Linked DNA regions of Anas platyrhynchos: region 1 is linked to region 2. The links are chromatin contacts, called in public Hi-C maps. All regions are on one chromosome and are shown on one strand. Each heading gives the region's core, a stretch centred on a gene start, on an enhancer-like site or on the middle of the called end of the contact. The rest is flanking DNA. Distances are from core to core; before and after follow the strand shown. Region 1 overlaps ADHFE1 (alcohol dehydrogenase iron containing 1). Region 2 holds the start of MCMDC2 (minichromosome maintenance domain containing 2).

Region 1 (4,732 bases), core at 1,313-3,812, 160 kb before region 2:
CTCTTTACTCTCTGTTCCAGCCATGGAATGTCCTACCCTATTTCTGGTTTGGTGAAAACTTACAAACCAAAGGATTATAACGTGGATCACTCTTTAGTGGTAAAATTTGGTTTATCTTTGTTTCCCTATCATACACTTCAGTTCTCTGTTATCTCACATTGCTGAGAGTTAAAGCACATTGATGGTACAAGCAGATGTGCTGTTAATGTGTTTTTTTGTTTGTTTGTTTGTCTGTTTTTTTCCAGCCACATGGCCTGTCTGTGGTGCTGACATCCCCAGCAGTGTTTGCTTTCACAGCACAGGTACATCCTGAGCGGCACTTGGAAGCTGCAGAAATACTAGGTAGGAATCTCTGTGAATATTGAATTTGTTCCAAAATGTCTTTTCGGGAGGGGAAGAAATGTGTGGAAGCAGTCATAGTTGTTGCAGAGGTTTGGAATTTAAAACAAAACAAAAAACAAGTGTTGGGCTCTGGTGTCCAGTTTTTTATTTTGGATTAAGTAATTAAAGAAGCAAACTGGAGAATTGTGCTTCTTGACTAGAAAACTGGAAAGCTGAAATTCACTAGATACCTTACAGATCAGGAGAGTGTAACTGTGATCAACATTTCTTGGTGCTTTATGGAGAGAAGTTACTTTAAAGCAGATACCATAAAATAAACCAATGCTCAGCTGCATCTGTTTGCAAAAAGAAAGCATTTTGCCCAACAAATCCCCTGCTGTTGCACTGAATTAGGACAGAGTGGTGTTCTGGATCGCTCCTGCTCCTTTTCCAAGGCAAACAATAACCGTGGCTTTCTGTCCTTCTAACGTAGGTGTAAGATAGTAGATTAGATTATCTGTAGGTGATGGAATTTCTCAGTGGCTGATACCAAGGGATAGCACAGAGTAGCTGTTCCGTGGACACCTCTGCGATGGCTCAGCTGCCCTTTTCTGCTCCTTACCAGAATGACAATAAATGCTGCAAGCCGACAACACATTTTAAGATTTCCTTTTTGTACAGTGGCTCATAAATCCGTACAGCCCTTTGCTGGAAGATGTCCTGGAGCTAGGATAGCTTTGTTGCACCCCCAGCACGGCTATGTATAGCAAACCAGCTCTCAGTGACGTAGTCCTGGAGCTGTTAGCAGCCTTGCTGTGACAGCATGGCTCTCCTGTGGGTTCATTTATTTATATCTAAGGCCAGCTTTGCTGCCTGCACTCAGTTCTGTGTTGTAGCTAAACTGCAGCTAATACCCGTGCTCTCTATCTTGAGGAGTGAGCAACCACAGTCATGTGCACAGCAGCGTAGACAGCAGAGAGAAAGTGGGTAGAGCAACTCTCCTGGTATTTGGAAAATTCGTACTCAATCCCTTGTATGGTCAGCCTTCTGCCTGCAAGTCGCAGCAGTCCAGCCATGTGTATGGCTTCCCTGTGTATGTAGGCTGAAAGCACCGTGCTTCTCAGCAAAGACTCCTGGATAGACAGTGAAAATACCACAGCTGTATTGCAGAGGGTGTAAAACAACATGCTCAGGAATAAATAGATTGGAGGAGAGTTCCGTTTATTTTATTATTTTTGGTTCTGAGATTTGCTCAGCCGTCCTCCTGCAGCCCTGCCTGTGGTCATAAACAGAACACAACCTCACAGCCTAGCTGGAGAGATACTTAGCTACAAAATGCCTGTGTTCCTGCAGCAGTAGCATACAGCTCATATAAAGTGGGCTGTTGTCAGATAACTGGCCTGCACAGCGTATCGGAGAGTTTGATCTCTGGCTCCCTGATTTTAAAACTCGCTGTTGAAAAGTAGTTCCTTTAGGTTTTGTGGTTTGAACAGCTGCCATCAATTCTGCTTCTAGAAGCTCCGTTAATATTCTCAATAGAAATTTAAGCTCTGTTAGTGTCTGCCTTGCTGTAAAGTGTCCCTGCTGAAAAGATGTCACGTGGAAGTGAAGTTATTAACTCCCACCTGGGGTGTTTGCTCTTGATTCAAGTCTGGAATCCAACTGACTCCAGTAGCTGATTCAAATCTGTCATGTTGCCAGATGCAGTGACTGAGGAGCTATTTTATAATGTGGAGAAGATTACTAAATAGTCATGTTGTGTGTATGTACAGCTGTGAATTTGGGTACAGCCAGAAAAAGCTTAATACCTCCTCGGGTGGATTCTTTAACAGTAGAAATAAGTGTGTGTGTGGCCAGAAATGTTCGGAGTGCAGTCAGTGACTAATGGATCCTTTAGGCTGAGCAAAAAGAAAATAACAAAACCTTTTTTTGTCCTTTTTTTTTTCCCCCACTCCCTTTCCCTTTTCACTTTACTACCTGAAGATAGTGGATCACCTTTATGTCCCGATGCCTCCTCTACAATTAAGCTCAGGTAGCATGACATTGCCCTGTGGCATCAGTCTGCATACAGTACTCTGTCATGTTATTCATCAATTTCTCCCTGACGGTCTCTACCCCAGTACTGCCCCTCTTACTACCCAAATATCCGAGCTCCTCAAATGAGTTTGTTGGTCTCCTGTTCGCTTAGTCACCCGTGCATGTTACCCTGAACCGCAGGAGGGTCACAGAAAACATTTCTCCCGTAGCTATGTTGTGCTCTTACTCATCTCTCAGCATGGTTCTTGGGCCCAGCATAGTTCTGGTGTAACATCATCGAGGTTACGCAGAGAACAAACTTGGCTCAGCTTGCTTGGAAGAGAAATCACAGGGAGGAAGCTCCATCTTCTATAGGGACGTGCAGGTTTTTTTATTATTATTTTTTTTTAATTCTTGACCATTCATTGAAGAAGGGGGAGCAAGCTATTCTGTAATTTTGTATTTCAGTTTATATTGAAGCTTTCATTGCTGTACAGTGGATGTCTCAAAGATAGCAATTCCTCCTCTTCCATTCTGTGTTATCCTACACAAGGAAGCACAGATTCAAACAGCATTAACTGCAGGATTTATTTAACCTATTAAACCTCTGCCCTGCCAGCTCCTATCTTTCTCGGCCTCTGCACTCTCGTCCTCTCTTTGAATGTGCAATTAAACAGAGCAAGTAGGAAATTATTTGGTCACTGGTTTCCATGTCCTCTAGATGTCAGCAAACTCAAGGCCTTAAAATAAAAGTAGCATCTGGCAGGCTGTCCATAAAAAATAAATAATGCTGACGTTCATGTGCTAGCTTCTTTCCTCCCAGCAGTTAGTCAGACTGAAGAGTGCTTCTCCCTGTAAGCACAGAGGGAGAGGAAGCTAACTCCATGTGGCAGTTAGTATTTCTGGCAGTGGTTACCTGCTTCTCCTGATCTTGTTTTATTTCACCTTTTACCAATCACCCTGACTGTAAAATGAAGACTGATTCCTCTTTTTACTTCATGTTGCTTTTAGGGCAGCGACTGTTATGTATGGATATGTATTCAGCTGATATTATGATTAAATTAAGTCCAGAACAGGCTTCCTCCTCTCTCTCCACCCTACAGTCAAGGCATTATGTCTTATTTTAGGAGCTGACATCCGCACTGCCAGAATCAAAGACGCGGGGTTTATTTTGGCAGACACGCTCCGGAAATTCCTATTTGATCTGAATGTTGATGATGGCTTAGCTGCAATTGGGTATTCTAAAGCAGACATCCCTGCATTAGTCAAAGGCACTCTGCCTCAGGTAAGACAGAAAGTAAAAGTTTTTTCTCATCAAATGAAATAGAGCAGATTTAAAAAAAAAAAAAACAGAAGGGTTTCTTTTCAAGCAAATGTTGTTTATAGTCCTACATGAAAACACAATGGAGAAAGTAAGGTATAGTCAACTGTTCTTCTCTCTACATGGTGTAAGTTTTATTTTCAGGGAGATGGTGTGCATGCTGCAGTCTGTTCTTTGCATGGGTCCAGAAAGAACAGGGTGTTTTTTAAACTCCAAGTTTTTAAAAAAGGGGATGGTTTTCGTAGAGCTTTGATCTTGGTGGAATAAACTGTTTTCTCTTAAATATCTCTGTTAGTTGTATGTGCAGGATGGGTTAAAGATAAAACCTTAACACCAAGCACTACTTGGTAAGAATGGCGAAGCTGACTTTGCAATAAACTTTTCCATACTGAGAAGTCACACTTTTTTTTCCACAGATGGCTTTTTTGTTCCATTGACCCCCATCAGAATTTGAAATAAGGTCCCCTGGGACGGTGTAGTTTAAACTTGTAATACCCTTTATTGTTTCAGTGCTCACAAAGACACTGCAAAAAGCAACACACCACACCAAAAGCAAAATCCGGTGTCTTCCTTGTAAAAAGACAGCTCAATTCATGTGCTATGGACTGCTCTGTCTATTCAGGATTTATTTCCACCAAATAGCAAGGGAAATAAACAATATGGTGAAAATGAAAAATTTGTAGGCTGAAAGGTTAATCACTTCTTGCAGCAGGATCTCTTATCATGTCTAGTTCTCATTGATAAATCTCAGAGTAGCTTACAATAGAGAGTAAATAATGATACTCCTATTTTACACCTGAGGAAATGAGACCCAGAGATGCAGCTACTTGGGATCAAGTGGCAAAGCCAGGAAGAAGTAGTGTCAGAGTATGCATCAAATAGGTTATGCACATAAATTGTTATGGGGCATTTTGGAGGTTTGTTTTCCTAGTATGCTTTCTTTAAAACATTTATTTTGGGGCAGCACAAGCACAACATCTCATTGAAGGCATGTTTTGTGTAGCTAAGAGAGGGGGAAGTCTCTTTAGCTAGACATTGAAGGTTTTATTTGTTGTTGTTATTTTTTTGTTAGCT
Region 2 (4,833 bases), core at 339-2,838:
CATTACTGATCACGTGTTCTACCTTTTTTCCTCCCTGAGGTAAATGTCTGGATTTCAACTGCATTAAAAATATTTTTTGTTAAAACTCTGCTTTTCCAAAGATATAATTAGCAATAATCACCGCTACTTTGAAAGGCTATCTTGCTTTAACCTTCCAGGGATGGGTGGTGAGGGGATCATGCCAAATATTTAAGCATTTTTCTCACTGGTATATAGCTTGAAACACTAATTATGTTCCAAATCGATTGTACTTAAACATGCATAGCTACTTGTCCTTCTGTCTCCCATTTTGCACCATTTTTAAATCTTCACTTGATATTTGGAAGAAGTAATGTAAATTACGTCGGTAATTTTTAGAATGTGAAAAGTTATTGTATTTCTCGTAACATACACGTGTATGGACAAACTGATCGTTCTGATCAACTTCTGTTTAAGGAAAACTTTTAACAATGCAAAAATTGACCGCAGTTACAGCGTGTAAAAGCCTATTATGGTAGTATTATATATTACCTGTAAATAACAACTTATTTTTGTCTGTTACTTCAAAAAACGCTCTGTGTTTTTTTGTTCATAAATGCATTCAGTTAAATGCCTTGGTTTGAGAGAAGTCTGGTAAGACACAGAGGAGCAGCCAGAGTTAAGTGTTAGATAAATTTCAGTATCTAAATGGTTTCCTTTCTGATGAAGTAAGAACTAGCTAAGAGAACTACTACTTGCATTGCATCAAGATCAGTTAAAAATTGAGAATATCACGAACAATTGTCTGTCAAATCATAATTCTTCTGAAATTAATGTTATCAACAGCAAAAAAAAAAGTGGAAGCTAAAACAGGATTCTTTGCTTATTCCACTTCTCTTGCATAATGCTTGAGTAATGCTGAATAGTTGGTGTGTGAGGTATGGGAAGAAGTCTCTGGGTAAAATATGAACGAATTAACATTGGAAGGGAAGGAAGGAAGGGGGACTATCATTTGTGGGAGTGGAGCAGTGCTCATTTCCCATAGTGCCACTGTAAAGTTTTGAGAAGTTTGGAAATAATCTATGCAGCTGTTCAGGATAGCAGTAACTAAATGAATCACATTCTTGCAGTTGTAATTGTTTGGCAGCAAGCCTTTTTTTTTTTTTTTTTCTTCTCTCCAATAGGCCTTTCTAATGGAGTAGAAGGGATAAATTGATTTGAAGAAAGGAAATACCCATTCTCATACTAAGCTTTTACTCTTCATACACCTGAAATGATTCTGCAAGCTGCTGGAACAGCATTCTGCTTACCACAGGGAAATGTACTGCAACTTTTTTTTTTTTTTTTTTTGCCTCTCACAACAAAGAAGTGCAGTACTGTAGAGAGATGACAAGGAAGGAGAATACTTCAGTGTGGTACATGCTGCACCCCTTCACTTGTCCTCTATTTCCACGATGCCTAGAGCTAGTCACCTGCTTGGGTTAAAAGATGTGGAGCTTCTTTATTTTGCCTTTCTTGTCAAATGTATTGTTCCCCCCTTTTTTAAGATGACAATGGTAGTTATTGCTTGCTTAATTTGTTGCTTATTTGTTTTGTTGTTGTTTTTTTTTTTTTTTTTTCTTTCGGCAAGCTGTGCCTTTTTGGCTAAGTGTGAATGTGTCAACATTTCACTTCAAATACTTAGGTTCGTTTTGTTCCTTAGGTTCATTTTGTTCCTTCTGCTGTATTTCATATTGTGAAATGCCCCCGTTAGATCAGGACTCGCACAGGTAGAGTAACCAACAGTGTGCAAAACCAAGCAGTAAAACCTCGCGCTACTTCCATAGGTCTTGTTGTGTACCTCTCTGCATTTCATGGTAATGCTTTGCAGAGATGACTGGATTTAAGGTGTGGTAGCCTCTTCACAGAAGGCAGAGTTGAAAAGGCAAGATTGGATGTGGTGCTTAGGGACATGATTTAGCAATATATTGGTAGTAGGGGGGTGGTTGCACCAGATGATCTCGAAGGTCTCTTCCAACCTTAATGATTCTATGAAATCTGAAATGATAGTAAAATCTGGATAGTAGAGCTGCAGGGAGCCTACAGAGGCATGACCTATGCCATTCCCTTCCTCAGGTGGCAACCAGTTGATAAAGGGAGGCAGGAGCAGTGGTGGTGCACGGTGGTTGGAAAAACATTAACTGAAATAAGACACAAAGTTTTGTGGTGCAGTCTGGAGGGGTAAGTTTGCTTACGCTAAACACAGTAGACTCTGTAGTGTTTATTAATGATTGTTTTTAAAGCCATCCTGGGCTTTACTATTTATTTACTGTAGGGTCGGTGCGCGGTGCCTGCCAGAGCCGCGGCCGCCCTGAGGGGGCTCGGGCTCGGTGTTTCCCCCCTCAGCGGCCGCGGGAACTTTTCCCGCCCAGCGCCAACGGCTGCCGGGCTGAGGCGAGAGGGGGGCGCAGGCGGCCCCCTCTTGCCGCCGGGCTCCCCTCAGCCCCCCGCTGCTCCCGGGGGACAACCTGGGGCAGGGAGGGAGAGAAGGAATTGTCCTGAGGTGGTTTGGGGCTCTGTTAGGTTTGAATCCCTTCGTGTGGGAGATTTTGAGGTATGGAGCAGCAATTGTGTGGGAGTAATCCCAAAGAAACTGAAAAAGAATCCCTAACATAAATTCTTCTTCAATTTGTGCTTAAAATTTGATACCTCAGGCCACTGCAACACATCTAGCCAGCCCACAAGGTGCGTTTCTCAGAGAAGTTTTACACAACAACCATAAGGGTGCACCGCAGGTACCCAGTTATTTCACTGACAAATATTGATCTGTCTGTACAACAACACCCAGTTCTGTGGCTTCCTGCAGGTTATCGTTTGTAAACAAAGAGCTTTGCTTTCTCTTCAGCCTATAAATTCTGTGATTTTGTCCTGTGCCAAGTAGTTATATCTATTTTTGAAGATTTAAGTGTGGCTTCACATTGGCCGTTTACAGAGAAGACAGATGATGCTTTTTGAAAGAAAATCTGTAAGGCAGTAAAATAGATGTGATAGAATACCACATTTTGGCCTTAGTTCTCCTTCTACAGTAAATTTGTAAGTGAAGTGCTTCATGTGGTGAGATTCTACTCTTAAAAATGCAGATATGGAAGTAATGCGCAATGAGAAAACACTGGTCATGGTCACCTTCCAGACCAAAACTCTAGTCCTGAAGGTTTTTTTCCATCAGAAGTAAGAACTGATCTGTGTACACTGACAAACACAAGTGTGTGCAAGAGCTGTGCATTAAATGAATGCTACAGGAGGTGACAGCAAACTGAGAAAGTCCGATTTAAGAAAAGATGTTGACTGGTTTCATACTTCCAACAACTATGACAGACAGCTTTCTCAGATAAAGCAGTTATTTAAGTCTTACTTTTGCTAGGATGATTATGCCTATAAATTACATAGGCAGGGCTAAATGCAGCCTTTAATTTGATGGGTTATGGGTCAGACAGTTAAATAATTCATTAATAAGAGAAGAAAAATACTAAAGCATTCTGTAAAAATTGACTTTGTGGGTGTAATATGCTTCAGCCATTGGAAAGAGCTTCCCATTTAATGGTAGTATTAAAAATTTTAAAGAATAACATTGAAAAAAATACTCTAATTTTGTATGGCTTTTTTAACATATATCTTTATTATTATTTCAGCATGGCAAATTCTGACCTAATTTCTTGACAGCTTGTTCTCACATTTTGATTAAGAGTACAAAGATATTTTTGGAAAATGGAGGAAGAAATACAGAAAATGAAGGAAATTGGCCTTATTTACCTTGACAGAAGTGGTGGCCTTCAGAAATTCATGCACGATTGCAAAAAATATAACGGTATTGCTCACTCAGTAGATAATCTGTTAGCATTGATATTTATTGTTAAATAAACCTATTATTTTTAAAACACTTTTTGCTCCTGCAGACTCAAAACAAAGTTACGCTGTTTATCGTTTTGTTATTTCAATAAATCCTTCTGATATTGCTGAATTGGATGCAACTCTTGGAAACTACATTCTTCATAATCCCATAAAAGCTGCAGAGATTTTTCAGTCAGTAAGTGTATATTTGTGGTCAGAGATGACAAAAAATACATCTCTTTATATTTTAACTAGATTTTCCTTTCTAAAATAAAGGTATTTTTGAATTACAGGTATGTTTTGTAGCTATTAAGACGTTATCATTAATAGAACAATTGCAGACAGAGGCTCAGGTGAGTCTGCGTTATTTTCCCCCAATTAGATCTGAAATCTTTTAAGTGTAGTGAAGTATTTAAAAAATACTGAAATATTTTTTTTTCTAATAGCTATTTATATATGATGCATTTGTTCATGTAAGTGGTGTTTATAAACAGCAGTTTGAAATTAAAATTATAGTATTAATGCAATTTTGTCTCTTGTTAGATTAGTATACTGCTGAAGCCAACACATTTACCGCCTTTACCAAGTTATGTTCTCAGTCTCTCTGCATTTCCATTTAACTACACATCTCATAGATTTTATATGTCTGAAGGAATAGTCATTGCAATGGGAATTGTAACAAAATATACACAAGGAGCAAGATTTCTTTGTACTGAGGAAACCTGTCCATTCTCTGAAGGTAGTAAAAAAATTGAAATCAATACTATTTCAAAAGCTTTTTAATAATTTATATAGTTTATCAGATTAAAAATACAGCACGAGAGTCATTTTCCTATGCAGTCTTATGATGTAGACTTTTTGTAATGAGCACAGCATGATTTTTATTAATTGACAGCAGCAATGGACCTTGCCAGCAGCTGCTCAGCATTATTAAATGTTTTGTGAGTACAGCTATGCCAATAAGCCATTTTCTGATCCTGAAGATAGTTTATATGAGAAAAGGTACGT

What was found. Hi-C and Micro-C count contacts between places; a contact is called where the count stands out from the background.
Region 1: a contact with region 2 is called in a Hi-C map of liver, with 3 times the contacts expected there. The contact joins the enhancer-like site here to the promoter of MCMDC2 in region 2. A contact is called at or near these places in 3 of 8 Hi-C or Micro-C datasets (liver, skeletal muscle and subcutaneous adipose tissue).

Annotation. Positions count from the first base shown.
Region 1 is chr2:36,120,056-36,124,787 of IASCAAS_PekinDuck_T2T, reverse strand. ADHFE1 (alcohol dehydrogenase iron containing 1) reads left to right here. Exons shown (of 15, transcript XM_038174900.2): 11 at 21-99; 12 at 246-342; 13 at 3,465-3,622. Among named protein-coding and RNA genes, the nearest start is that of ADHFE1, 13 kb to the left of the region's middle. Within about 2 kb of position 2,562, at least 4 of the 8 cell types and tissues checked have an H3K27ac peak or open chromatin away from gene starts, as enhancers often do. A contact at or near this core is called in subcutaneous adipose tissue, where this site is marked.
Region 2 is chr2:35,954,304-35,959,136 of IASCAAS_PekinDuck_T2T, reverse strand. MCMDC2 (minichromosome maintenance domain containing 2) reads left to right here and starts at 1,588. Exons shown (of 15, transcript XM_072034563.1): 1 at 1,588-2,551; 2 at 3,681-3,802; 3 at 3,891-4,021; 4 at 4,119-4,178; 5 at 4,369-4,564. The coding sequence starts at 3,703. It overlaps SGK3 (serum/glucocorticoid regulated kinase family member 3), which reads left to right. Exons shown (of 17, transcript XM_038174552.2): 17 at 1-85.